4 separate regions of the Sus scrofa genome follow, and all the other regions are linked to region 1. Evidence: chromatin contacts called from public HiChIP or PLAC-seq and promoter capture Hi-C data. All regions are on one chromosome and are shown on one strand. The core of a region is the stretch at or near the end of the contact, and the rest is flanking DNA. Distances in the headings are between cores, read along the strand shown.

The links. Promoter capture Hi-C pulls out the DNA fragments that hold promoters and counts their contacts. HiChIP or PLAC-seq counts read pairs in DNA pulled down with a chosen protein or histone mark.
Region 2: an H3K27ac HiChIP or PLAC-seq map of alveolar macrophages shows a contact between it and region 1. The contact joins the promoter of RBM12 here to the promoter of CNBD2 in region 1. A contact is called at or near these places in 1 of 5 promoter capture datasets (liver), 1 of 47 Hi-C or Micro-C datasets (heart right ventricle) and 2 of 2 datasets of contacts at active chromatin or transcription factors (alveolar macrophages and skeletal muscle).
Region 3: a contact with region 1 is called in an H3K27ac HiChIP or PLAC-seq map of alveolar macrophages. The contact joins the promoter of ROMO1 here to the promoter of CNBD2 in region 1. A contact is called at or near these places in 2 of 5 promoter capture datasets (fetal liver and liver), 2 of 47 Hi-C or Micro-C datasets (embryonic fibroblasts and heart right ventricle) and 1 of 2 datasets of contacts at active chromatin or transcription factors (alveolar macrophages).
Region 4: a promoter capture Hi-C map of fetal liver shows a contact between it and region 1, with 2.3 times the contacts expected there. The contact joins the promoter of RBM39 here to the promoter of CNBD2 in region 1. A contact is called at or near these places in 2 of 5 promoter capture datasets (fetal liver and liver), 5 of 47 Hi-C or Micro-C datasets (embryonic fibroblasts, fetal skeletal muscle, heart right ventricle and 2 more) and 2 of 2 datasets of contacts at active chromatin or transcription factors (alveolar macrophages and skeletal muscle).

What each region holds. Positions count from the first base shown.
Region 1 is chr17:39,242,817-39,249,664 of Sscrofa11.1, reverse strand. CNBD2 (cyclic nucleotide-binding domain-containing protein 2) reads right to left here and starts at 4,290. Exons shown (of 13, transcript XM_021077743.1): 1 at 3,918-4,290; 2 at 984-1,037. The coding sequence starts at 4,268. It overlaps SCAND1 (SCAN domain-containing protein 1), which reads left to right and starts at 4,037. Exons shown (of 1, transcript XM_003134419.4): 1 at 4,037-5,209. The coding sequence starts at 4,474. The coding sequence ends at 5,013.
Region 2 is chr17:38,994,930-39,001,777 of Sscrofa11.1, reverse strand. RBM12 (RNA-binding protein 12) reads left to right here and starts at 4,474. Exons shown (of 3, transcript XM_005672896.3): 1 at 4,474-4,568. It overlaps CPNE1 (copine 1), which reads left to right and starts at 4,589. Exons shown (of 16, transcript NM_001143703.1): 1 at 4,589-4,686. It overlaps NFS1 (NFS1, cysteine desulfurase), which reads left to right. Exons shown (of 13, transcript NM_001136510.1): 13 at 392-1,119. The coding sequence ends at 455.
Region 3 is chr17:39,026,443-39,033,290 of Sscrofa11.1, reverse strand. ROMO1 (reactive oxygen species modulator 1) reads right to left here and starts at 4,070. Exons shown (of 3, transcript NM_001097462.2): 1 at 4,013-4,070; 2 at 3,693-3,823; 3 at 2,350-2,543. The coding sequence starts at 3,823. The coding sequence ends at 2,435. NFS1 (NFS1, cysteine desulfurase) reads left to right here and starts at 4,113. Exons shown (of 13, transcript NM_001136510.1): 1 at 4,113-4,273; 2 at 4,897-5,006; 3 at 6,249-6,365. The coding sequence starts at 4,177. RBM39 (RNA-binding protein 39) reads left to right here. Exons shown (of 17, transcript XM_021078281.1): 17 at 1-1,150.
Region 4 is chr17:39,060,339-39,067,186 of Sscrofa11.1, reverse strand. RBM39 (RNA-binding protein 39) reads left to right here and starts at 2,384. Exons shown (of 17, transcript XM_021078281.1): 1 at 2,384-2,882; 2 at 3,488-3,551; 3 at 3,776-5,341.

The DNA.
Region 1 (6,848 bases), core at 3,041-5,540:
TGATTCCATTCATATAACATTTTTGAAATGACAAAATTATAGAGATGGAGAACAGATTAGTGTTACCTGAGGTTAGGGATGGGGGTAGGGGAGAGGAATGGGTGTAAATATAAAGCAGCAGCACAACGGATCTTTGTGGTGACCAAACATTTTGGGATATTGATGGTTGTACGAATCTAAGCCTGACAAAACTGCAGAGGCTGACATACACACATAAATGACAGCATATTAAACTGGTGAAATCTGAGTAAACACTGTGGATTGTATCAATGTCCATTTCCTGATTCTGACATTGTACTAGTTATGCAAGATGTTACCACTGCTGTAGTGAAGTGTGCATGAGACCTCTCTGCATTCTTTTTTTTTTTTTTTGCTATTTCTTGGGCCGCTCCCGCGGCATATGGAGGTTCCCAGGCTAGGGGTCGAATCAGAGCTGTAGCCATCAGCCTACGCCAGAGCCACAGCAACGCGGGATCTGAGCCAAGTCTGCAACCTACACCACAGCTCACAGCAACGCCGGATCGTTAACCCACTGAGCAAGGGCAGGGACCGAACCCGCAACCTCATGGTTCCTAGTTGGATTCGTTAACCACTGCGCCACGACGGGAACTCCCCTCTCTGCATTCTTTTTGCAATTTTCTATGAATCTATAATTATTTACAAATAAAAAGCTTTTCTAATAAAAGGATCCAGGCTTCTGTTCCACAACTCCCAACAGTGTGCCATCAAAAGACACTGAAAGAGTCTGGAAATCATCTTAGAGCTCCTGTTTCACAAAGATGGTATGCAATCCACCACCAGTCCTCTTTAACCAATATGTACTGAGTGTCAGGTGGGAATCAGGCCTTGTGTTGGAAGCTAAGTGATACGATTTATGATCCATTCCCAGGTGAGCACCCAACCTAGTGGGAATAAAAATGCCTAACGTGTTAAGTGCATTGGACTAGGAGTCAAAAGAATTCTGTCCTTCTGGAAACACTTACTAGGCTTTTGATTTTGGACCAATCCTTTGCCTCTTGGTATCTTGACTTCTTAACCTGCAAAATCAGGAGAATGAAATACATATAAATATACACATTTTAAACTTAACCTCAGCCCACTGGGTGGGTTCAAGGCTCTGAAATTATATGCAGAAGTATGTTAGTGCATCCTTCTTCTAGTAAGAGGTATTATAACTTTAAAAAAATATATTTGGGGAGTTTATTGACCCAGAGAGTTTAGAATAACTGAATGTGATTTTTGGATTTAATCTCTAAGGTCCCTTCCATTCTAACATTCCACGCCTTCTAGTAGCTCTCTAAGATCTACTAGAAGATCTCTAAAATCTTCAAATACATCTGTAAGATCTCTCCTTCCACCTCTAATAGATATTCTGTGATTCCAATAGGGATAGAAAAAATGGGCTAAAATCAGCTATAATGGAAAAAATAAAAATCATTAATAACAAATACATAAATAAATGAAAACAGGGAAAAAAAGAAATGGGCTAGAGCTCTAACAATCATGATTCCCAGTAACACAAGAGTTCATTCCCTTCTGCAAGACAAAAAGGATTCAATTTTTCAACATGCAATTCTAGGCTCTTTATGATTTACCCTCTAATTGACCTTCCAACTTCAGTCAACTCTCATTCCTTCCCCAGACCCCAGCCACTCCCGTGTCCAGCCTGCAATTTCCACAAAGCTTTGCCCCCATTCAGTCTATGCCTTGGTGCCCGCAGTGCCTTCTACCTGGAATGTCCCTAACTCAAACCTTCTTCTTCTTGAGCCAAGGCTTAAGGTCCTCTCCTCAGTGAAGACTTCCAGGACCCCTCATCCTTGCAGCAGGGTTTGGTGTGTTCCCTTAGCCCTGGATACCGACTGCCTGTTACCACACAGGAAGTAGGGCAGCAAATCCAACTGCCAACTGCCAGGTTGGTAGGCATGACAAACTACAGGCCCCTGTTTTCCCACCTCTAAAAATAAAAAAGAGCAGAACATTGGCTCTAAGGAAACAACAACCTGAGCGCAATAGGAAATGAACTGTTCTGAATGTTAAGGTAACATGAAACAATAGGGAGTGGTAGGGATTGAGGCTAACTGGAACAAAGTATCTTGTCTAAAGGAAGGAGACAGCTCCTACTAATTGTTAACAGGCAGGAATGTGGGTGGGTCCAGTGTAGCCAGCTTGTCCACTTTTTCAAGAAAAGCTGGAAGTCCAGATTTGCACACAAAACCTCCCAGTTTTTACATGTTAGTAACTAAAAACAATAAAGGCCCAGTGTGATGACTTGCAAGGTTTTCAGGCTATGGAAAATGTTCTGTGAGGATCCATTTTAACACATTTGCAAGAGTACATCCTATGGGAGAGGCAAGTTTTATACCAGAGCCACTAGTATGTTGATGGTTGTTTAAACGGCCCATTCATTCTGCACAGAAATCAAAGGGACTGCAAGTGTCATAAAAAGCTTTCATAAGGGACCCGTCTCGTTCCTTAGTTTCCCTGTCTGTGAAATGGGGATACAAAGCATGCATCATCTCACTGACTTTTCATAACTACTAATGACATAAGTTCTATTACATCCAAAATGTACAGACAAGAAAACTCAGAAACAGCAGTTTAATGAAGACAAATATTTAAACAGCCCTTTCTTTCCAAAGTCTTTACTATTTAATCCTCTCAACAACTCTGGCCTATGGCAAATAGATTGGGATTCCACCAAGGCAGCCTAATTCCAACAGGGTAGCACAGTTTTACTTTTCAACATATATGTAATGGAAGCCATATATATAATTTAAAGTTTTTGGATTTCCCGTTGTGCCTCAGTGGGTTAAGAACCCAACTAGTATCTGTGATGATGCAGGTTCCATCCCTGGTCTCATTCAGTGGGTTAAGGATCTGGTGTAGGCCACATAGGCAGCTTGGGATCTGGCATTGCTGTGGCTGTGGCTTAGGCTGGCACTGCAGCTCAGATTCCACCCCTAGCCTAGGAACTTCCATATGCTGTAGGTGCGCCCCCCCCCATAAAAAATAGTTTTCTAGTAGGTCACATTTAAAAAGTAAAATGACACACATGAAATTTGACATTTATATACATATATATATATATTTAGTACCCATGGCATATGGAGGTTTCCAGACTAGGGGTCGAATCGGAACTGTAGCTACTGGCCTAAGCCACAGCCACAGCCACACAGGATCCCAGCGGCATCTGCAACCTACACCACAGCTCACAGCAATGCAGGATCCTTAATCCATTGAGCAAGGCCAGGGATCGAACCTGTGTCCTCATGGATGCTAGGTGGATTCATTAACCACTGAGCCACGACAGGAAATCCTGAATTATATATTTTATTTGACTCAATATATGCAAAATATTATCAATCCAACATGTAACAACAGAAAAAATTACGGCGACACTTTATCTTTTTCATACCAAGTCCTGTATATATGTCACGTTACAGGACATTCCCTTTCTGACTAGCCACATTTCAAGAACTAACGAGGTAAGCATACATACCTAGTGACCACTATATGGCAGTACACATTTAGTCTATTTAGTAATCCTAAAATTAAAAGCAAAACCTACAGCGCCACCTGTCCCTTGATTCCAGAGGACACGCAAAAAAAAAAAAAAAAAAAAAAAGTTCTTCAGCATTTACTTTGTGCCATGAGAAGGGCAAGTTTTACTCTGTGTGCTGAGGATCTTACACACGTTATCTGTGTCACTCCCTCTACCAGGCAGGTGTACTGCCCTCTTTCGACTGAGCGAAAGAACTTTCCCGAGTTGGGCCCTCCCCCTAATGCCTGACAGTCATCCCGCCGTCCCTTCTCTGCCACCTGCTGGGCCCCAGACCCCGCGAGCTCTGGCTCGCCTTCATCCCAATTAGGGTCGGGTAAAAAGGTGCGCATGCAGAGGCAGGGGCGGCGCAGGTCACCTGCCGGCCGAAGCCACCAAGTCGCATGATGACCCTTTTGGGCCCCTCCTCCTTGGGCCTGAGTAGGCGTTCCGGCACCGGCTCCTCCCCCGACTCCTCCTCCAACTCCTCCTCAGAGTTCTCCTCCTCAGAGTCATCCTCCGACACCTCCTCGGGTTCCTTCCCCGCCTCCTCCTTCTCCTCGAACTGGTGCTCGGAGGCGCCACCATCCCGAACTGACCATTGCACGCTTAGATTAGCCGGGTGCCCTGCTGTGGCCGCCGCCTCCTGGCGGGACTCGCGAACGCGAGGGGGCGCCGCGTCCTCGAGCCCAGACTCGGCTTCCGGGCGCTCGCGCACCGAGGTCATCATAGAGAAGCCAGCGGGGACGACCACTTCCGGCCGCCCCAGCCGCTTCGCCGGCGCTGGTAAGCTCACGGCGCCCCCCGCCCGCCTCCCTCAGGGTCTCGCGGACTCCGCCCTCTAGCGGAAACGTCTCCCTCCTTACCCAGCCCCCGCGCAGACGTAGTGCCGCGCCCTCAGCTGCGGGACAAAGAGTGACGTCCGTAGCGGAGTTATGGCGGCCACCGAGCTGAGCTTGGCGGCTACCGGGAGTCTCGCGCTGCCGTTGGGGAAAGAAGAAGGGGCCGGCCCGAGCTCAGGCCCGGAGCGTGACTCTGCGGACTCCTTCTCGACTCCTGAGGCCCCACCGCCTGCCCCCAAGCCCTCCAGCCCCAAGGCCGAGGTCGCCGAAGAGAATCCTACGCCTCACTCGGCCGCCTCCGCCTCCCTGGAGCTGCCCCTCGGGCCCGCAGCCCTGGGCTCCGCGTCGTTTGCCGAAGCAGCTCCGCGCTCACCCCCAGGCCCTGGCGGTTCCCGGCCCGGCCCAGAGACGTTCCGCCAGCGATTCCGGCAGTTCCGCTACCAAGACGCGGCAGGCCCGCGGGAAGCGTTCCGGCAGCTGCGGGAGCTTTCCCGCCAGTGGCTGCGGCCCGACATCCGCACGAAGGAGCAGATCGTGGAGATGCTGGTGCAAGAGCAGCTGCTCGCCATCCTGCCCGAGGCGGCGCGGGCCCGGCGGCTTCGCCGCCGCACAGACGTACGCATTACAGGCTGAGCAGCCGGGCTGCCGGCGGCCCGGCTCTCCATTCTGCGTTAATGAAAAACGAGTTTTGGCTGTTCCTGCAGTCTCGAGTGTCCTTTTCGGTCGTCCTTTGCAATGTTTATTTCCCCGAGCCTATTTCCAACCTTTCTGACTGGTGGCGAAATCAAGTTGGGAGCTCATGAGAATAAAGCCTTTCTTATTCACTTGACCTTCGTAGGTTTTGTGGAATCATTGGGTTGGCTAGGCTTGGGCCTCCACATCTGGGAAATTTTCTCCTGCGCGTTCCCTAGGACCCCACTTGGGTTTCCTTTGTTTGGTAATGTGGGTCCAGCAGCCTGGGTTCCGTATTCGCTCTACCCTCTCACTAGCTGGAATTTGAGCTTGTTTTCCTACCTAAGAGGGTAGATGATGGTTATAGTCTTACCTTATGACTGTGGGATGGTGCAGACAAATTGTTAGCTCTACTAAATACTCGTTTAAGTGGCCATTGCTGTATCAATACTGCCAAACTACTTGTCCCACCTGCCTGCCCTTTGGGCACTGGCTTCCCCAAAGGCCCAATTCATCAGGCTATTTTTTTTTTTTTTAATAGGCAAGAAACAGATTTATTAGGATAGGACGCTTGTGAGAGAAGCAAGCGGGCAGGTGAGCAAGCTTCACCCTGGAGGATACTGTGGGCCAGTTTTATCATCCATGGAAAGTGGGATTGGAAAGGCCCGCCTCTTCCTTCCTGGGAGAAGTAGCTCCTCCTTAGTATCTGATAAGGTGTGTATTCAAATCAGCTGAAGGGCGGTCCTCAAACTCTTGCTCTTGATCTGAATCTGAATGCAGGCCTCTGCGCATCCCCCACCTGAGGACCTGAGGCAATTCTCGCACCTCCACCCGTCTAACCAGCAAGCCTTGTTCTGATGGCTTTCTCCCAACGTCCCCCAGGTTTCCTTCTTTCCCTACTGGGACTTCTACAACCACCCAGGCCTACTCTATCCCTATCATGATCTGAGCCATGTCTGTGACCTACACCTGAGCTCTCCAGATTCTCGACCCACTGAGAGAGGCCAGGGATCAAACCTGCATCTTCATGGATACTAGTCAGATTCGTTTCCGCTGAGCCACAATGGGAAATCCATCAGGCTATTTTAGTAATTGTTTTAGCGCAGGTCCTTACAGAGATAGGCTAGTTATTACTGTTTGTGAGTCTGGTTTAGGCCTCCAAACTCACCTTAACAAATTTTAGGCCTCACAAATGATTTAAGGGGCAGATATAGTGTGAACTAATGGATTACGCTGCTGGAGCTACTCATTTTAATGTCTCTCCAACTGCTTCCCTAATTGTTCAGGAAGGGAAGAAGGAATTTAGTAAGTAATAGGGAAGCTCTGCAATATAACCCTAAAGCCTACTCTGTTCCTTGAGTCTTCTGCCCACCCAGGAAAGAGTTTCATTAGGGTTCACAGACTGGATTGGTCTCAGAAGGGTCCTAGTTGCAGTGGGTGCCATCTTTTAATGTAAGAAAGGCCAGACTTGTCTTCCCTGCACCACTTTCAACAAAAAGCTAAGCCTGTAGCTCACCACAGTACATCTGCCAGATTGGGCTAGAGGCTGGTAAGGGTCATTTTACTTTTTAATATTAAAGACACTGGAGTTCCCGTCATGGCTCAGCAGAAACGAATCTAACTAGGAACTGTGAGGTTGCGGGTTTGATCCCTGGCCTCGATCAGTGGGTTAAGGATCTGGCGTTGCCGTGAGCTGTAGGCTGCAGACATGGCTCGGACCTGAGGTGGCTGTGGTTGTGAGGAAGGCCAGCAGCTGTAGCTCCCACTGGACCCCTAGCCTGGGAACCTCCCTATGC
Region 2 (6,848 bases), core at 3,225-5,724, 250 kb after region 1:
AAGCAAGTGCTGGAGGTTAGTAAAGAACCTGAACCTTGCTGCTTACACAGGTCCCTGGGGTCTTGGCTCCCTCAGGGAGACTATCTGTAGTCTCTCATGAGTGGGATGAGAGTTTCATGACTATAACGTCACCTGTCACTGTTGGTTTGGCCCCATTGGATTTGAGCCTGGGGTACATGGTACCTGTTGGCAGCTGGGGAGAGGTTAGAGCTGACGAGGACTTAAATATAGCAGAGAAAGACTTGCTAACTTCTTGTATTGGGATCTCTTAGGGCAAGGAGGTGGAGGAGAGACAAGGACAGATACAGGCAAGTCAGGGCTCATGGTCTAGGAGCCAGTTCTGGCTGCTTCCTAAACCTTCACTCATCAAAATACCTATTCTCTTTGGCAGCCCTCTCTGGGAGATGGTGCAGGATGGCATTGACCTCAAGAGCATCAAGTGGACCCAACACTAGAAGAATGGGCCTTTGACTTTGTGTTGGCCTGGCTCCTCCTGCCTCACCAACCCATGCACAGCCAGGCACTTTGTTACACCCAGTGGGTGCTCCATGTTCAAACCAGAATTGATATAGTTCTGTTGACTTCAGCATTGGCCTGCCTCCGAGACAAACACATGAAAACTCTCCGGCTTCAGCTCCCTTGGTGGGGAACACTCCCCATTTCTTTTCAGGAGTCCTTCTCTGGTCTTATAGTGAGTAGATGTTTTCATCCTGAAACAAGAGGGATATATGCTATGATATTGCTGCTGGACATGTCCATATCCTTGTTGGGGCGAGCCAGAGGAACTGGAATAAGACTCTTTGTTCAGGGACCCTGACGCTGTACATGGACATTTGACTTGTTGCTTACCACTGCTTAGAGAGACTGATTCATTCAGAAACAAGTATAATCAACTATGATTTAATCTTCTTGTGGCTCCAAAGGCTACCTCTTCATTTTGACTGTAGACTGAACAGCAAGTTTCTTAGAAGGCTTGTTTCCTTTGTGTCCTTGTCCTCCTTTCCTTTGACCTAACAGAGTTAGAAATATGTACATGACTCTACTTATTATTCTAGTAATTTATGTTTCTGTAAAAGAGTTGTTAATTTGCATATTGAGAAATAAAATCACCTTCCTCTATTTATTCTGTGACTTCATGAGAGGCTCAGGGAGAATTCCAAGCTGTACTGGGGAATTGTGGAGCAGAATACCACTCCACTTGATTTCCATAGGTGAGTCGGCTTGCCTCTCTCTTCATTCAGCTATTTCGGTGCCTATCAGATACCTGACATTATTCTGAATATTAGGGATACACTGGTTAACAGGACCAAAAAAGACCCTCATTGAGCTTTCATTCTAGTAGAGAGACAATAAGAATTAAACAAATAAGGCTATTATAGATTGTGATGAGTGCTAAGGCAGAAATAAAATTGTTAAGAGGAAGTAAGAGGGAGAGAACATACTATGCTGGGTGTACTAGGAAAGCTTTCTTGAAGAGGTGTTGGAGTTACGTTGTGGCCCAGTGGAAGCGAACCTAACTAGTATCCATGAGGATGCAGGTTCAATCCCTGGCCTTGCTCTATGGCTTAAGGATCTGGTGTTGCTGCAGCCTGTGATGTACATTGCAGACGAGGCTCAGATCTGGCATTGCTGTGGCTATAGCACAGGCTGGCAGAGGTGTTAATTAAGCAAAAACATGATTTCTTTTTTTTTTTGCCATTTTTTTGGCCCACTCCCATGGCAAATGGAGGATCCCAGGCTAGGGGTCTAATTGGAGCTGTAGCCACAGGCCTACACCAGAGCCACAGCAACGTGGGACCCCAGCCGAGTCTGCAACCTACACCACAGCTCAGCAACGCCGGATCCTTAACCCACTGAGCAAGGCCAGGGATCAAACCTGCAACCTCATAGTTCCCAGTTGGATTCGTTAACCACTGAGCCACGACAGTAACTCCAAAACATGATTTCTAGCCCTTAAAAGTGCTAAGGATGAGTGAGAAATGAGAAGGAATGGCAAGAACAAAGGTCATGAGGCATTAAAAATCATGATATGTTTGAGAAACTGAGAAACAAATAGAGGGCTGAAACAGCCAGAGTAGATTTTTTTCCAGTTGTGTCTGAAACCTTAGGTAGGAAATTACCAACAATAAAAAGATTGAAAGAAAAAAATTTACAGTACATGAAACATTTTAAGTATTTTATTTTGGTTATATATTTGAATGTTATCCTTTCAAAAATTTTATTTTTTTTTAAATTTTATTTTATTTTGGCTATGCCTTCAGCATGTGGAAGTTCTTGGGCCAGGCATCAAACCTGAGCCATAGCAGCAACCTGAGCCACTACAGTGACAATACCAGGTCCTTAACCTGCTGTGCCACAAAAGAACTTCCTTATATATATTTTTTGTTGTGTTGTGTTTTGTTTTGTTTTCCTTTCTTGGCTGCACCTGATGGAAATTCCTCAGGCCAGGGATCGAAGCTGAGCTGCATCTGTGACCTATGCCACAGCTGGGGCCATGCTGGATCTTTAACCCACTGTGCTGGTTGGGGATCAAACTGGCAACACCACAGAGAGGAGCCAGATCATTGACTCACTGTTTCACAATGGGAACTCCTGATTATATATTTTACTGTATATACAGGTTGCAAATGTATTTCTCAGGTGAGTGATTGTCAAAAAAATTTTTGAAAGCCACTAGGCTAAAGTAGGGTGAATATAGATGGACAAGGGAGGAAAGAGATGGAACTACAGTAGATGCTTCAATAGATTTTTTTCTTTTTTGGCTGCACCACAACATATGGAGTTCCTGGGCCAGGGATCAGATCTGAGCCACAGTTGTGACCTACAATCCTGGCACTGCAGAGACACCGCCAATCCTATTGTGCCACAGTGGGAACTTCTCAATAAAATTTCTACTTTTGAATAATTTCAGGTTTAGAGAAAGATAGTACAGAGTTGCATATCCATCAGTTAATTTCCTCTAATTTTAACATCTTCCGTAAAACTGGGATTGTCAAAACCAAGAGATTAACATCTGGCCCTTAATGTTAACTAAATTTCAGATTTTATTTAGATTCCACCAGTTTTCTAACTAATGCCCTTTTTCTGCTCCAGGATCCAATCCTAGATACCACATTGTATTTAGCAGGTTTTGTTTTTAATACATTATACTATAGCTGCAAAAATATATATAAGAAAGTATAGATTTTGTTTAAAAGTATGGCCTGGTTTTTTCAAGTCATACTGGTCTAGCACCAGGCTACTCTGCCACATAGATCTTTCCCAGATTTGTTGGGAGTTTTATGAATTTAGTCCCTGATTTTAAGTCAATTGATTCCTCACTTTCTGATTTGAGAGATTAGTTCAATTATGGTAACATTAATCAAAAAATGGGGTATTGGCAGGGGGAGTGGTGTCTGGGGGGCTAGGACCAGAGCAACAGGAGAATAATTTTTTCTATAATAAAATAATATTTGGAGTTCCCCGGTGGCCTAGCAGTTAAGGATTCTGTGTTGTCACTGCTGTGGCTCAGGTCACTGCAGTGATGCAGTTTCCATCCCTGGCTGTAGACTGCCTGCATGCTGTAGGCAAGGCCAAAAGTAAGTTATAGTAATAATACTGAAGTGCAGCTATGGAGGGATTAATGACAACTGGGTAAAAAAAATGTAAAGCTCCCTGGATATGGAGGTTCCCAGTCTAGGGGTCTAACTGGAGCTGTAGCTGCCGGCCTACACCACAGCCACAGCAACGCCAGATCCGAGCAGCGTCTGCGACCCACACCACAACTCATGGCAACGTTGGATCCTTAACCCACTGAGCGAGTCCAGGGATCAAACCCTCAACCTCATGGTTCCTGGTCGGATTGTTTCTGCTGCGCCACCACAGGAACGCCTGGATTGAATCTTTTTTTTTTGTCCTTTTTGCCTTTATAGGTCCTCACTCGCGGCATATGGAGGTTCCCAGGCTAGGGGTCTAATCGGAGCTGTTGCTGCCGGCCTATGCCAGAGCCACAGCAACGCAGGATCTGAGCTGCGTCCGCAACCTACACCACAGCTCACAGCAATGCTAGATCCTTAACCTACTAAGCGAGGCCAGGGATCATACCCTCAACCTCATGGTTCCTAGTCGGATTCGTTTTCCGCTGCACCACGATGGGAACTCCAGGACTGAAAATTTTTGATGGGGAAAAAAAAAAGAATTAGGTTTTGGTCCATTTGTCAGGGCATCATCAATAGAACTAGATACCGCTGTGTGGTCCATTTAATCCTCAAAACAATTCTGGGAGGTAGGCAGTATTTCCCTCAGGCAGAGGCTCTAAGAAGTGAAGCAACTGCACAAAACCTGGAGTCACATACTGCGATCCTACCGTGAAGCTTCACTCCTCTAAGGCGGGGCTAGTGCGCCTAAGTCGCAGGCACTGAACTCAACGCTCCGCTCGCCACAGACGTTGGCGACTTCCGGGAACTCGCTGGAAAACCTAAGCGCGTCTGCGTCGCTCCGCCCCTTTACGTCAACCACGCTGTCCCGCCTTTTCTGGAACGCGGAGATGTTGAGCGGGCCGGCGGCCATCTTGTGAAGCGGCGAAGGAGGTGGTGGCTGCTTTGGGCTCCGGGAAGCCGTTCTGGCTGGGGCTGTCGACCGCGGGGCGGAGGCACTCGCGCGGGGGGTAACTCGGGTCTGGGTTCGGGTGCCGCGCAGTTCTCCCCGGTAAGACTCCCGCAGCCCCGGAACGGGCGGGGCTGTGCGGGGCTCGAGCCGCCCCTTGGTGGCCCGGGGCGGGGCCTTCGGAGGCCTCGGAGCCCGCCGCAGCGAACGCCCCACACAAAAGGGTTGGGGCATGGCTGCGGGGGGTCTGGGGCGCCTCTTGCGCCACTCGGGCCTGAGAGGATGCAGGAAAGACAAAAGAGTATAGGTCTGCTTGCCGAAGAGGGGATGAGGCATTAGCCAGGACCGTCCCGTGGACTGAAAGGGAGGCGTCCAGAGCTGGGTGGCTTGGCGGCCTGCGAACCAACGGGAACTGCAGTGAAAACACACTACATCCCGAATCAACCAGAATCTCTATGCCCCAACATGGGGGCAGAAATTATAACTGCCCCGAAGTGAGGAGATAATCGTATTGAGGACACTCCCTCCACCGGAAGTGGAAAGGATGCCCTTGCGGCCTCTCAGAAAAAGAGGACTGCAATTAGAACACATTTGTGGGGAAGGAGCTGTAGTACGTGCCCTCCCGCGAGTTTGGAAAGGAAGTCCGGACTAGCTGCCTTCTTGGTCTGAAGGTGGAGGGGTTTTGTCGAGAAACGCTTCCGAGGCCCAGCTTTGGGGCGGAGCTTACCTTCGGGGTGTCCGCAGTTTGAGAAACCAGCCCCGGCATTGTGGGGGTCTCCGAAGATGGTAGTGATGTGTCAGCCCCTTGGTCCCGAAGTAGGGAAGTTGCTGCTAAGTGCACCACCTTTATTTGTCCCTCGGGAGGGAGTGGGCGATTTTGATGGAGCGTGAGTTGAGTTTATTGAAGGCTGGAGGTGCTTGTTTGCAGCCATGTGAACTGGGTGGGAGGGGCTTTGAGAAGCTACAGGTTATTGACCGGGATGGACACTAGTGCAGGAGATTGAGCTGCCAGATTGTTAAATGCATGGACTTTATGGGTGCTTCCAGAGTGTGCGTTATAGTGAAAAATCTCAGGAGCTCCGGTGAGTTATTCTGGGTTATTCAGTATTAAATGTGCCGAGAGTTGTATACTAAGAATTGCAGGCTCCGAAAGAGAGGTTTCTGGACCCTAAAACCCTGCTTGGCTCCGCATTCCTAGAGATGATCTGATGTAAATTGGGATACTTGGCAGGAACCATTTTATATTATTCACGATTAGCTTGATGCTTGTCAATATAACCTACTGAAGAAAAATGTGATTGCGATTAAGGTTTTGTTGAAGGAGAGACTTGTGATGATTATTTCTCTTAGAGCTTGCTTGAATGGTTTTAAATTGTATAATTTTTGTAAAATGCAGTACCAGAAGCACGAATTGCCTCGGATCTTATCTAGTTTACATTTTTAATATATTTCAGAGCATTCACAATTGAAAAAGAATCCTAGAAGTCTGGGCATAGAGGCTGTTCTCGTTTCATTTTATTTTTCTATTGCAGAAATATAACATAAGACTGGTTGTAGTTGTTTTTGAAATATGGTAGTTTTGATAGCATGGTGGATTTATGGATTTAGTGGAAGGAAATTGTGTTCAGGCATTTTCCAAGAATATTAAAAAGTTATGAAGAAATGTTACAGGTCGTTAAAATAATTTTATGGTAATTTTTGAAGAAAATGAAATGTTTGGCTTGTTTATATAAAAGTTGAGGATTTGCTTAGTATTAGTGGAAATTTTTATGAAACAGGGAATGCATTTTATATTACCCTTATATGCTTGATTAAATATTGGTTATTTTGCTTATGGATTGTAATGCATAATTTCAGGTTTTCTTATTTCCATATCTGTTAGGCAAAAAATGTGAAGCTTCAGAAACCATTGTGGTAGTAACTTGGAACATATTGTTATGTGCTATTACCAGAAAACTTCAGGCTTCTTTCACTTGCTTTGACATGCCAAATAACTTAATTTTTGCATAATTAGTTTGGGGTTGTTGGTACAATTTTTAGATGCGAAACTTGACTTTGTGGGCTGGTAGAACACCAGGTGCTAGAATCCAGTGACAGTGTTCATGCTGTTTTTATTCCATTTTGTAGATAGTCACTCCATCATTTCAGTTTAGATGAATATTTTCTTCTATAGGTGTAGGAAGAACTTTTTTTTCTTTTTTTTGTCTTTCTGCCTTTTCTAGGGCCGCTCCCACAGCATATGGAGGTCCCCAGGCTAGGGGTCG
Region 3 (6,848 bases), core at 2,821-5,320, 220 kb after region 1:
ATTTCTGGATGGTATCTTTTTCAATTAATGTATCTGTAAAAGTTTCTTTGTAAATATTATGTGTTGTAGTGTGTCTAAGATTCCAAACAAAATGATCCCTGCATTTCCTCAAGATGTTTAGTGACAGTCTGGTAAGCAAAGCAGTCTGAGCAAGAGATAGGAAATGCAGAAATAGGTTTTGTCTGGTTGCATATAATCTTTGCTCTTTTTAAGCTCTGTGAGCTCTGAAATATATTTTTGGGTTACTTCAGTGTGTTTGACAAGACAGCTTGATATTTCTATCAAACAAATGACTTTCATATTGCAACAATCTTTGTAAGAACCACTCAAATAAAATTCTCGTAAAAAGGCCACAAGAAATCTTCATTTTTGAAATGTTTTAAAGTCATAGAAACTTGAAGGTAGAATATTAGTTTCTTTGACTTTTTAGAGTTTCTTTTTCCTCTTTGGGAAAATTCTTAGTGAAACTGTTGACCTTAAGTTGCCCCTGTACATTCCTTAGTCCACCTTAGTTCTACTATACTTCGTATTTGGGGTATTGTATGAAAGAAAGCTGAAGAATTTTTCAGAAAGAAAACCATACAGATTTGCCCAGGCCTCTCCCCTTTGTTGTCTTGAGCATCTTTATGGGGGAAAAATTGCTTTGCTATTTAAAGAATTGAATGGAAGCTTGTAAGTTAAAACTGGTTTCCCAAATTGAATTGCATTTGTCAAGCTTTTACTTTACATGGGCAGCAAGCTTTCCAAACACTTTGTGTTCTGAACTCTGCTTCGAGTTTGTATGTGTAGGTTGAACCTTTTTGAGTAGGCTAGGTTGCTCCTAATTGCTCCTTCCCATTACCGATTTCCTCACCTGCCTATTTGTTTTTACTGTACTGTTAGGGTTGAAGCACAAGTATTACAGGTTTATATCAAGATACTTAGTTTGAATTTGAAGGCATTACAACTATCTACCAACTTTGTTGTGGGACTTTTGTAATTCCCTTATTTGGTTCAGTTATTTAACTTAAGTTTCAAGAGTCAAGTTAACTATTTTTGAACACTAGGTAGCAGTAAGTGTTCATGGTCACAGGGGGATATATATATGTCAACTTTTTCTTTCCAAAGTCTCCAAGTATCTAAATAATTAAAAATTTTATTCTTGAATCAAGTACTATCAGGTTTGTTTTCGTCATTCCTTTCTAGGGAATTGGGACAGCAAACGTGCCCTTAGGCATTTAATACTGTTAAGAGGTGACAAGTTTGTCCACCACCTGAGAAAGAAGTTTGGGTTGTAAATGATGCCCAAAGCAAGTTTGTTAGGCATTTAATAATAAAGAATAACTTGGAATACCCTGATGGCTCAGTGGATTAAGGATCTGGCATTGTCACTGGAAGGATCGGGCATTGTCACTGGTAGAACGGGTTTGATCCCTTGCTGGGGAATTTACATATGCTGCAAGTGTGGCCAAACAATTTAAATGGCTATTCTCAGGTCATTTAAGTAATACTAGTTCCTGGGATAACAACCACTTGGTTGTGAAATTTGTATTCTTCCATTGCTATTTTGGTTTGTCCTTGATTGCAGTTGGATTCTGAGTGTCTGTGTGCCCTCAAATATTCCAGTTAGGTTATTTTTCTGTGTAACATTTATTACCATTTTCTTTTTCCTTTTTTTTTTTGGCCTTTTCTTGGGCTGCTTCCCGTGGCATATGGCAGTTCCCAGGCTAGGGGTCTAATTGGAGCTGTAGCCACTGGCCTACGCCAGAGCCACAGCAAGGATCTGAGCTGTGTCTGCAGCCTACACCAACACCAGATCCTCGACGCACTTAGCAAGGCCAAGGATCGAACCCTCCACCTCGTGGTTCGTTAACCACTGCACCACGACGTTAGTGACAGATACTTGGGAGGGCAGCTCCGCTTAGAAGAATGTCAAGGAATTATTTTGCCTCTACAGGTGAGGGGTGCTTCTCATTACTAGGAAACTACCATAAGCCAGTTAGTAAAATGGGGTGGAGGTGTCAGTGTCAGCTTTTGAAAATCATGGGGATGTATTCCTTTTGAGGCTACAAAAGTCGGAATTTTTTTTTTTTTTTTTCTGGTCAAATCATATGAAGGACAATTTTTTGAAAATAAAAGTTAACCTTTCAGTATGACCTTGAGAAGATCTAGACCTGCCACTATTTTAAAGGTGAAAGACAGTCTGATAGCACTAACTTTATTAAAGAGTCCAATAATAAGGTTTACTGTAACCTATGGAAAGTCCAAAAAATGTTTCAGGTTAGTGAAACAAGACACCAAACCTCATTAGTGCATCTCTCTTAACTGTAATAGGCTGCATATGAGAAGAAAAATGCTTCCAAAAGAAACTCAATATTCAAAGGTTTGTTTTATTATAGTACATGGGCTGGGACTGATTGGAGAGGCTGGATGTAGTGGGCAACCACTGCCCTGGTTAGCATCGGATGCCCATCCCGATGGCCATGAATGTGCCAAAGGTGCCGCCACTCTGCATCATGGTTTTCCCGATGCCGCCCATCAGCTCCCGACCCCGCATTCCGATCCTGAGAGGAGGAAATCAAGATGGGGCCAATTGGGAACAAAAATACAAGAGGGAATGGGGAAATTAACTGCCCCTTTTCAATTTAATTATAATCAGGCCATTCAGGACATTTCACATGAGGTGGGTAAAGGATCATCAGGTTCTCTAGGCGGATTCAACTGTCTTCAGATTGTGGGAGGCAGCAGAAACAGTGTAAAGAACATGGAAAGGGAAACTGTATTTTTGTGCTGCTTTTACCTCCCGAGTATATATGATCTGGTTAACATCTGTCTTTTAGACGACATTAAAACAGTGATTGGGGAGTCATACATGGATTCCAGAACTAGATTAGCAATTCACAGGCTGTGTCAAGTGTAAAATAGGGATCATAACAGGGTTGTTAACAGCATTCAGCACAGAGATGGGCACTAAGTGCTCGATAAATGGTTTTTTTTTTTCTTTTTTTTTTTTTTTTTTACTTTTTAGGGCCGCACCCCCAGCATATGTAGGTTCCCAGGCTAGGGGTCCAGTTGGAGCTACAGCTGCTGGCCTACACCACAGCCACAGCAACAACAGGTCCTTAACCCACTGAGCGAGGCCAGGGATTGAACCCGCAAACTCATGGTTCCTAGTCGGATTCATTTCCACTGAGCCACAACAGGAACTAAATAGTAATTTTTAATTTATTAAGATCCATACAGTCTCTCTTAGGTGTGAAAATGACATTCTACATTCTACTCCCAGAAAGGTGAAATTAATCAGCAAGTTTGCTATGTGCAATTGGAAATAAATATAATATTTAACACAATAGGAATACAATTTATTGAGCACATGACATATGCCACATTCTGTGTGTGCTCTGATTTGATCCTTTAAACTATGAGGTAGCAGTTACAGACCTCACTTTACACATGAAACGCAAGCTCCAATTTCCCTAAGGTTACAGAATGAGTAAGGGCCAGAGAGCGTTTTAAAGTCAGAGCTCATATTCAACCATTTAGGCTTCCAACCTGTCCTCCCAGACTGAAGGTGTTTAGAAAATCTGGCTCGTTAAAGGCCAGAGGGAATTGGAGTAAGTAGGCTCTTATCCTGGCTGCAGGTCGAGTGGTGAGTGGTGTGGACCGAGAAAGTCTGGTAGTCCCGCCCAGAGATCACCGCCCGCCCCCCTCACCTGAGACAGGAAAAGGTGCCGAAGAGCGCCCCTGCCGCCATGCCCACGGCGCAACCCATCACAAAGCCCATCTTCACGCGGTCAAAGCAGCTTGGCTGGGACTGTCCGTAAGGCCCCACGGCCACAGGCATCTGCGGGGTTGGAAGGTTAGGGAAGTACGGGCCTAGCCGCCAGCCAGAGACCAGAGCGGGGGCGGGAGGAGCTAGGGTGAAGAGTGGGCCCAAGGGCTCGGGGAAATCTGTAAGGGGAAATAAGGGTGTAGCCCGACTCCATTGCCCTCTTAGCGTTTGAGTCCCCGCGCCGCGGCACCCCCACCTCACCTCGCTCGTGGCCTCAGTCGCTGAGTTCTACGTCTCACACCGAACGCGAGGCGGAGCGTATAGCACAGCTCCGAGAATCGCTTCCGGAGCGCGGAGTTGTACTTCCGGGATTCGGTAGCCGAGGACCGCGGCCGCTTCGGGCGGGGGCTTCTGCCGCCAGGATCATGCTACTGCGAACCGCTTCGAGGCGGGTGGCCGCAGCCGTGCTCGCCGCTGCCAGGCCGAGGGCCAAGTCGCCCACTCGGGGGCTGCGCCTGCGCGGTACGCTCCCTGGCCCGCTCGCTGACACTTCTCTGGCGACGCCGATCTTTCCCTTGTGTGATATGGCGCAACTGAATATTCAGGAGCGTCCCTCTTCCGCCAGCTACCCGGCCCCTCTGACTCTTCCTCTTAGGTGCACCCCTCAAACTTTCTCAGGCCGGCCCTCTGAACGGTTGAGTTCGCTGCGCGCCCCCTCCCCCTCCCGCACTTCAGATCCGGCCCCGCAGGCCCTCAGAGCCCTTGAAGCTTGGCCTTAGGACCTCTCCTGCCCAAATTTTAGAGATGCTGGTCGTCCAGCTCCTAACCTTTGAAGAAAAACCCTGACCTATGGTCTCCACATTCATTCTCAATGGCTTTGCTCTTTCACAGGTCTCACCACTCCCAACAATGCAATTTTAATGTCTCAACATCCCCCTCCCTGAACTCTTTCTCTCTCCCTCACCTCTTTTTAAGCTCTGCTCAAGTTTTCTGATGTTTTGTTTCCTTTTACGTTGAGATTCGACCTCAGTATCCTTTCAACTTAACACACCTTGATCCAGCTTTTACCTTCTGCTCTCTTGGATGTTCTATGTACAAAGTTGCATTCTCTCTCACTTGGCCACTCCCTTCCATTTTTTTGTCAGTTGTAGACCATGCTCCCCAGTCTGCTGTTCCCTCGGATGCAGTCACTGCTCCGGAGGCAGAGCCAGTGCTGCGGCCTCTGTATATGGATGTGCAAGCTACAACTCCTCTGGTAAGGATGGAGGGACAGCTTTCCCCAGGACTGTTTATAGGAATTATACCATAGAAGTGGCAGTGCACAGAAATGGCTGAATCTCTGTAGAAGTGAGAGCCATTGAGAAGTGTATGTTGGGAAATGCAATGAACCAGGAGTGAGGAAGCTTGAGTTGTAATCCACTAGAAATGGCTTTGCTACTTACAAGCTGTTGACCTTGGTCAAATCACTTCAGTGGAGGCACTCGTAGTAGTTTAAAGCATAGGATCTGGAATTAGCTGCACTAATCCACTTACTGTGGATTTGTGCAAGTATGGAATAGGTTATTTAAAATTTTTTTTTTTTTTTTTTTTTTTTGTCTTTTGTCTTTTGTCTTTTGTCTTTTTAGGCGGCACCTGCAGCATACGGAGATTCCCAGGCTAGGGGTCCAATTGGAGCTACAGTTGCCTGCCTATGCCACAGCCGCAGCAATGTGGGATCCAAGCTATGTCTGTGACCTGCACCACAGCTCATCGCAACACCAGATCCTTAACCCACTGAGCGAGGCCAGGGATCAAACCTGCATCTTCATGGATGCTGGTCAGGTCATTATGGCTGAGCCATGATGTGAACTCCTTGAACAGGTTAAAAGACATAAAGCAGCTCTTAGAATAAATTGTGGCACATTATAAACGCTTAAATATTAATGCAAGTTTCCATCAACACAGGGACTCTGACATGTCCTGGTTCCTTGTAGATCACATTGCTTGGCAGGAGTGGAAACACTTGCAGGCATGGCTGTCAGGACAAGGCAATGTTTGTAGATTATCTGAGGAGATGGTGGAATAATCTTAGATTGGTTTGGGGAGTTCCCATTGTGGCTTAGTGGTAACAAACTCAACTAGTATCCATGAAGATGTGGGTTCAATCTCTAGATTTGCTTATTGGGTTAAGGATCTGGTGTTGCTGTGGCTCTGGCATAGGCTGGCAGCTGCAGCTCCAATTTGACCCCTAGCCTGGAAACTTCCATATGCCAAAGGTGCGTCCCTAAATAAAGCAAAAAAAAAAAAAAAAAAAAGATGGGTTTTGTCAAGGAGTATTTTAAACCAGCACTTGGTTAGTACCTGAGAGGATGGAAGAATGTTTGAGGCCCAATCGGGGCAGGTTCTGAAGGGTCGGAAGTGTGTTGAGACAGGTTGGGCATGTTTTAGGGTATGGAGGGAGGCCTGAGTTAACTATGGGTTCAAGGAGACTGATCTTGATCTCTTCTGTTGTGCTCAGGACCCTCGGGTGCTTGATGCCATGCTTCCTTACCTAGTCAACTACTATGGGAACCCACACTCCCGGACACATGCGTATGGCTGGGAAAGTGAGGCAGCCATGGAACATGCTCGCCAGGTTAGTACAGAAGACTCAAGGAGCTTTTGATATCAGAAGTTTTAATGTCAGAGGTTCAGTTGCTTGTGGGAGGCATTTCTTTCTTGATAGCTGTGAATGAAGGTGGAAATGGTTTGGGGCCCCTCTCAGGAAGAGATTCAAATAGCAGGCCTTTGGAATCCCTCTGAAGACATTTGATTAGATCCCACATTTCCTAGATAAATGACTTTTGGCATGTTGTCTAATTTTTTGAACCTTCAATTTCCTACATTAAAAAAGGAAATTGTAGGAGTTCTCTTGTGGCTCAATGTGTTAAGGATCCAGCACTATTACTGCAGTGACTCAGGTGACAGCCGTGGCATGAATTTGATCCTAGTCTGGGTATGACAGCCGTGGCATGAGTTTGATCCTAGTCTGGGTGTGGGGAAAAAAAAAAAAGAAGAAGGAAGGAGGAAGGAAAGAAAGAAAGGAAGAGAGAAAATGGAGATTGTAAACTTCCTATTC
Region 4 (6,848 bases), core at 1,135-3,634, 180 kb after region 1:
CAATTTTAATGGGAAAAAGTGAAGATGATTCTAAAATTTTAGTTAGATCCATAAATAAGGCAAATTTTATATGTCAGCCTTAAATTCTCAAGAAAAACTGGATTAAAATGCACTTAATGGAGTTCCCTGGTGGCACAGTAAGTTATGGATCTGGCATTCACTGTTGGGGCACTTGAGTTCGATCCCTGGCTGAGGTACTTCTGCATGCCGTGGGCACAGTCACGAAAAGAGATCAGAATTTTAAAGAAAAGAAGTTGAGGGAATATTACTAATTATGCAAAATCTATTAACTCTCTAAAAGAAACAGCTGATAGTTAACTTAAAATTGAAAGCCGCTTTATTTTTTTGCTTTTTAGGGCCGCACCTGCAGCATATGGCGGTTCCAAGGCTAGGGACTGAATTGGAGCTGCAGCTGCTGGCCTTACGCTACAGCTACAGCAACTAGGGATCTGAGCAGTGTCTGCTATCTACACCACAGCTCAAGGCAATGCTGGATCCCAGACCCACTAAGCAAGGCTAGGGATTACACCCACATCCTCATACTAGTCGGATTCGTTTCTGTTGTGCCACAACGGAAATTCCCTGAAAGTCACTTTAACACATACATTTGCTCTAAATAATTTTGTTTAGAAATAACTTTTTTTTTCCCCACACAAATAACGGAATTACTGGGTCAGGGATCGAATCCCAGCCACAGCAGTGACCTACACCACAGCTGGGGCAATGAGGAATCCTTAACCCATTTCTCAGCTCAGGGGATCTAATTCAAGGCCACCCTAGAGACGCCAGATCCTTGACCCACTGCACCACAGCATAAACTCCCTAAGTTAACTTTTTTTTTTGTTTTTGTCTTTTTAGGGTTACACCTGTGGCAAATGGAGGTTCCCAGGCTAGGGGTCCAATCAGAGCTGTAGCTGCCAGCCTACACAAGAGACACAGCAATGCTGGGAACTGAGCCAAATCTGTGACCTATACCACATTTCACGGCAAGGGATCCTTAACCCACTGAACAAGGGATCAAACCCGAGTCCTCATGGATGCTAGCTGGGTTCACTAACCACTGAGCCATGATGGGAACTCCCATAACTTTTTTGATGATTAAGTATTAGCCAAACATTTTACAGCTATCACATTAATCCTCACTATACTCCTATTAGACCATTCATTCATTCACTCACATCCAATATCCACCTGGCTGGTATGCGGCTAAGGGATGAGAAATAGCTGTTAAGCATTATTCACCTAGGTCAGGATCAAGAAGTTAAGCCTATTAACTATAACCTTTTTCATAGGAGGAAATGAAGGAGAGGCTCCGATAGGTTAGTTTATTTGTCCAAGGTTACTCAGTGTTGGAGCACTTGCCCAAGCTCATTTCAAATCTTTGCCCTCAACCGTTAAGCTGTTAACATATTTTAAGTTTTCTTCAAGATTTTTTGCTTTTAAATTACCTATTTCTTTCAAAAAATTTTTTTCCTTTTTTTGGCCACACCCGTGGCAGATGGAAGTTCCATGGCCAGGGATCCAATTCGAGCTGCAGCTACGGCAACCCTGGCAGTTTGGGATCTTTAACCCATTGCTCCGGGGTAGGGGGTGGGGATCCAATACTTGCTGCAGCAGAAATGAGGGCTCCTTACCCCCCTTTGCCACAGGAGAACTCCTAAACATTTTTATCTTAGAGGTAAAAGCTTTATGGTCAGTGACCTGTCTGCTCCCCTCTCTTTTGCAGCACTGTAGCTCAAAGAACAAGTGGTGAATCTATATACTCTGCCAGGCATCTGGGAGGGAGGGTCCAAGTCCCAGGGGAATGGGGGATATTTTTGAAGAAACAATAGCAACCCTGACACAAGGCCAGACTATAAATTCGGAGGGCACAAACTTGGTCCCCTGCCAAGGAAAGCAGTATTTTTTCACCTTCTCTTTGCCTTTTCCCACTACTGTTTTGAAGATCGACAGAAGACGCAGCGCCTTAGTCCAGTGGCTCCAAAGGCCGAGGAAACCCAATTTCTGTTCTACAGCCTTAGCCCCCTGCCCCTGTACATCTCCTCTTGCCTTATCTCTTACATGATTTTCACTCCGTTCTCGCCCCTGCCGGAAAATCCACATATGATTTTCGTTTTCGTTTTATTCATCCACCATTTGGATTAGGTCGCTTTATGGCGACCTTGACGGACATCTAGGTGGGGGGCGCGGGGGAGGGGAGAAGCCGTCATCTCTGAGGGAGAAACCTTCAGACGGTTATGGGGTGGTGTCGCGAGGAGGCGGCAACCACAGAGCTCCATTCAGCTTAGAGTTTTGTATCAGATTGACAAAAAATGCACCAACTGCCTTCGCGTTTAGCGACTCGCGCCGTCTCGCGAGATGAGGAAGACTATCTGGAGGGGGGAGTCAAAAGCGGCTCCCCGGGTGGGGGATGGGAATATCTGTGGCGCAATCATTGCGCGAGATTGGGCTATGGTCACTAGGGCCCCATGCTTATTCTCGCGATGTTTTGGCCTTTCTGGCCTAGGAGTAGGGGCAACGTCTCGCGAGAGCCCGTGCTGAGGGCTCTGTGAGGCCCCGTGTGTTTGTGTGTGTGTATGTGTGTTGCTGAATGTGAGTACGGGGAAGCAGCGGCCGCCATTTCAGAGAGCCTGCCGAAGCTGTCGCAGGGGTGGATCCGGTGCTGCCGAAGCCGCCATCCATAACTCCCGCGTGGGCTCCTTTAATCCCATTGTTTCTTTTAGATTCGTTTGGGCCTATCCGCTCTTGGAGCCCGAAATTCGGGCTGGGCGGTATCGCGGCCTGGGCCTAGCGGCTTAACAGTTGCACCAGCGGCGGCAGCAGCAGCAGCAGCCCCCCTCTTTCCGAACCCAAGCACCGCAGGGGCCCGAAAGGCCACGCAGGTAAGGGGGCGTCGCGGATTCGCATAATGTTAGCGTTTTTTTGAGTTTGGTTTTTTTCTGGGTTGATGGGCACTTCTTAGGCCGTCTCATGCGGCGGGATTGGGGTGGGGGAGCAGTTCTCCAGAAATAGATTAAATTTCGGCGACCGCGCCCTTTTCCGGTCGGGGAGATTTCAGAGTTTGGGGGTGGTACGGGTTCTAGAGGGGCCGCGGGCAGATGGGGACCTGTCCTTTGGAGGCCTGGGCCGGCCGCGACCTCCCAACATGGCGCCAGCCGAACGCTGCCATGGCACACAACCCCTCCCAACTAAGGGAGTTTCCCTTTGCCCCTAAAATGGCAGCGCGGGTTTTGCGCGGAAAGAGGCGCTTTCGCTCGTTGGTCTTGGGTTCTGTTTTTGAGTAAGTAGGATTTTTAAAAATCGGGTAGTTAATCCGCTTTAGCGTTACCGGTCTTGGGGACATTTCATGTTTGATTGCCAAGCCTGCTAAAGTCCCACTTGAATCAATCTTTGTGGCTTTTGTTAAGTTTTGGAGTACGTCGGGTAAGAAGGAAATCTGGCAGAATTTTTAAATGTTTACTCACTTAATTTTCATTCTTAACTCTAGGCGTTTAGAGAAAATGGCAGACGATATTGATATTGAAGCAATGCTTGAGGCTCCTTACAAGAAGGTGAGAAAAAACATGTCGGTGAGGTTTATCTATTTCTTAATTTAGCAATATTCACGAAACTACTGCTGAAATGTAGACTAACCTCCCGGAGCCCTCTTGATTTATCTTATCAGAGATGCATTACTATAACTTACAAAAGTAAATATATGCTATTGATGTAATAATATTGTGCAGTAGTTTCACTTCAGCGTGATGAATAAATGCCCATCTATCTCTCTTTGTAGACTTGCCTAACGATATCTCACCTCTACTCCCATGAATTCACCTTTGATTCCAGTGTGAACTGTCAATCATAAGGTAGTAATTGAGTGACTTATCGCTGTACCGTGGTCCCCTAGGTAAAATGACTCAACTAAGAATTACCAGCTCCAGTTTGGTATAGCAAAAAGGTGAATGTAGTGGTTTGGGAAAACAGCAGGGGTCCAAGAATAACAAAGCATAACCAGTCTGTGGCAAGCAAATCTTTAAATAAGACAAGTCTTACAAGAAGACATGGGTGAGATTTAAAATTTATCCTACATATAAGACTGGTGATAGTAAATGTTAAAACAGGCATCTGCTGCTCAGTTAAAAATTACTAAAATTCTTGGATCCCTGAATAGACAAAAAATTTCTTAAAGCAAAAGAGGCAGTATCACAACTTACAGTCACTTAATGACTGTTTTTACTGTTCTCCATATTTTTAATTAGTCCCTGCCATAATATTTCACACTAAAATCTACAAAGGAATTAGTTCGGCTAATATAGCCTTTGACCCATTTCAATATCACAGTAGAAATAGTGTGTTTCATTCTTTCACCGGTTGGTGGTGAAAATAGCAGTATTGCATGCATTATCACTGATGTCGAAAACTGTAAGCTTTGTAAGTTAGCACTTATACGCCTATAACTGATGTGATCAAACTTTTAAAATAAACATTGCGCTTTTAAAAATAATACATTTGTTTTGGAGTGTATAGCTCGACCATGTGGTACCAATTTGGATGAATTCTTTAAAGCTTTGAATACTGTGTGTAGTTTCATAATGCTTAGACTCTTGAAGAGCTACTTTCTATTTTAATGTTAAGATTCTGTGTCTTAGTTTAACGTGGTTGTAATTCCATGTAAACAGGTATGGAAGTAGGAAATGTTTAGGCTGGACTGGTGGATTATTAATTGACTTTCTTGGGTTCTTGGAAGTCAACATTACTAAAGCAGTGTGAATCCCTGTTTGCTTCAGGGCGAGATGTGTGACAGAGGTGGCATCAAGCTCTTACAGTCCCAACCCTCCAACGGAAATGGGCGAAGATCTCAGGAATGGCATCGGTCACAGGAAATCGATAGTGGCTGGCTGCTAGCATGGCCACTTGGGGCTTAGGCAGAAATAGAGCCATGGTACTGACCAAAGGGGCCATAGCACATGGAATAAAACTCAAAACAGGACTTCATGTTTTATAGAAATTCTCTTTAACCACTTCAACACTGTATATCTGGATAACTTAATATCTAACTATATAAGAAAATAAAATTTAACATGTTAATATGCATTTTTATTTTTGTATCTTGATGACTTAATTGTAAGCAACAAAGTGGTTAAACACATACCCATCTAAATTTTTTTATAGCTTTCCATGTTAAACTGTAAATAAGTAATTAGTTTTAAAATTGTTTTGTATTTTCTTATTCCTGTTCCCTTTACCCTTTGACAACTTGAAATGTTACCACTTCGTCCTCATGATGTTCTTCTATCAACCCTGCTTAGGATGAGAACAAGTTGAGCAGTGCTAACGGCCATGAAGAACGTAGCAAAAAGTAAGTTTTAAGAAGGGACCTGGGTTGGGGGGAACTTTATGTGATTGAAATCTTAAGTTGTATTCCTGTGGCTAAAGCATCAAACCTAAGGTTTCCTCCTGAAGCTTTTCTTTGACTGTTTTAGAAAAGTGGATCTCCTTTACTTTTTGGTTCAAGACACTATTTGAGGATGTGAAACAATGGACTTTTTCCCTAGATTTCAGGATATGGTTTCAGGGACCTTTTGGACACTTTGCCATTATAAGTCCATCCATGACAATCCGGATAAGAGTTGCTGTATTTAGAGCTTGTCTTTTGTCTTAAAGTTATTAAGTATGGCTTAATATTTATTTAGTGATGTTATCAATAGAACTGTTGTAGCAACTGAAGATCGATGGGTTAGGAAGTGGAAGGTAGTAACCAGCCTGTGGAAAAGAATCCTTTGCTCTAAATTGCTGAAGGAGTCAGAGCCGTGAATTATTTATGGCCCTTGATGCTTTTAAAGGCTCTTTTTGTAGTAATGTTACAGCATATTTAAGTACTTCTTAATGTTCCTCTTAATGTGGCTTTCTAGTCTTAAGCTTTTTCAACTGATAGACTTAATGAGAATGGAGTTTTAAAAGACTGTATATTTATGCATGTTACTTGGGTTAAATGAATAACCCTTAATAGGAATCCACTTGCTGCAGACTAGAACAGAATACAATATACAAAAACTCTAAATAAACAGTGTAAAACCAGATCCACTTTATGAGATCAGATCCTATTCTTGGAGTTTTCCTTGAGCTCTAAAATTAGTGATTCAGTGGTTAGTGTTTTATAAACATTAAGCTGTTTTATTAGCCTTGGTGATGTCATAGTCAAACATTTGGTTATGCTCATGACTTCATAATTTACTGAAAAATGGTAAAATTAAGCCACTTATTTGATTCTTTTTGGCTCTTCCAAGAGCTTAAATTGCTTCACAATGTACTACTTCAATATGCTCACAGTGGCTTTGTTACATAAGTTAATATAATTTCGTAAAATAGATGAAATTGTCAGACTGGATTGTTCATGCTTTACTACACCAATATCCTTATAATAACCTAACCTTGTAGAATAATGTGGTAGTAATTGGATCAAAGTGATTCAATTTGTAGAAAATGTCCTGTATTTTTTCTGCTTAGATGAGAGACTTAGAGTTCTTCGCCAGTAACCCTTAAGTATTGGCATGGGTTTAGTCTTGAATTGTAGAGATTTGAGGTAATTAACCAATCATTGCATAGTTTAGTTTAATATTCTCTGGTTTTAGACCTTTTACCCAAGGAAGTTTCCTAATTAATAGTTCTGATTTGCAATTCTAGGAATTTAGAAAATTTAGGAAGGGATATTCAAGGTTAATTCAGTATCTAGATATCAGACCTAGTGGGTGAATGAAGATCTCACCCTAAGTGCCAAAGGAATGAGACATGCACTATAGGGCACATGCCTTTGTCCTACCATTCTTAGATGTCATTCCTTGCTACTAACTCCATCTCCGTTTTAT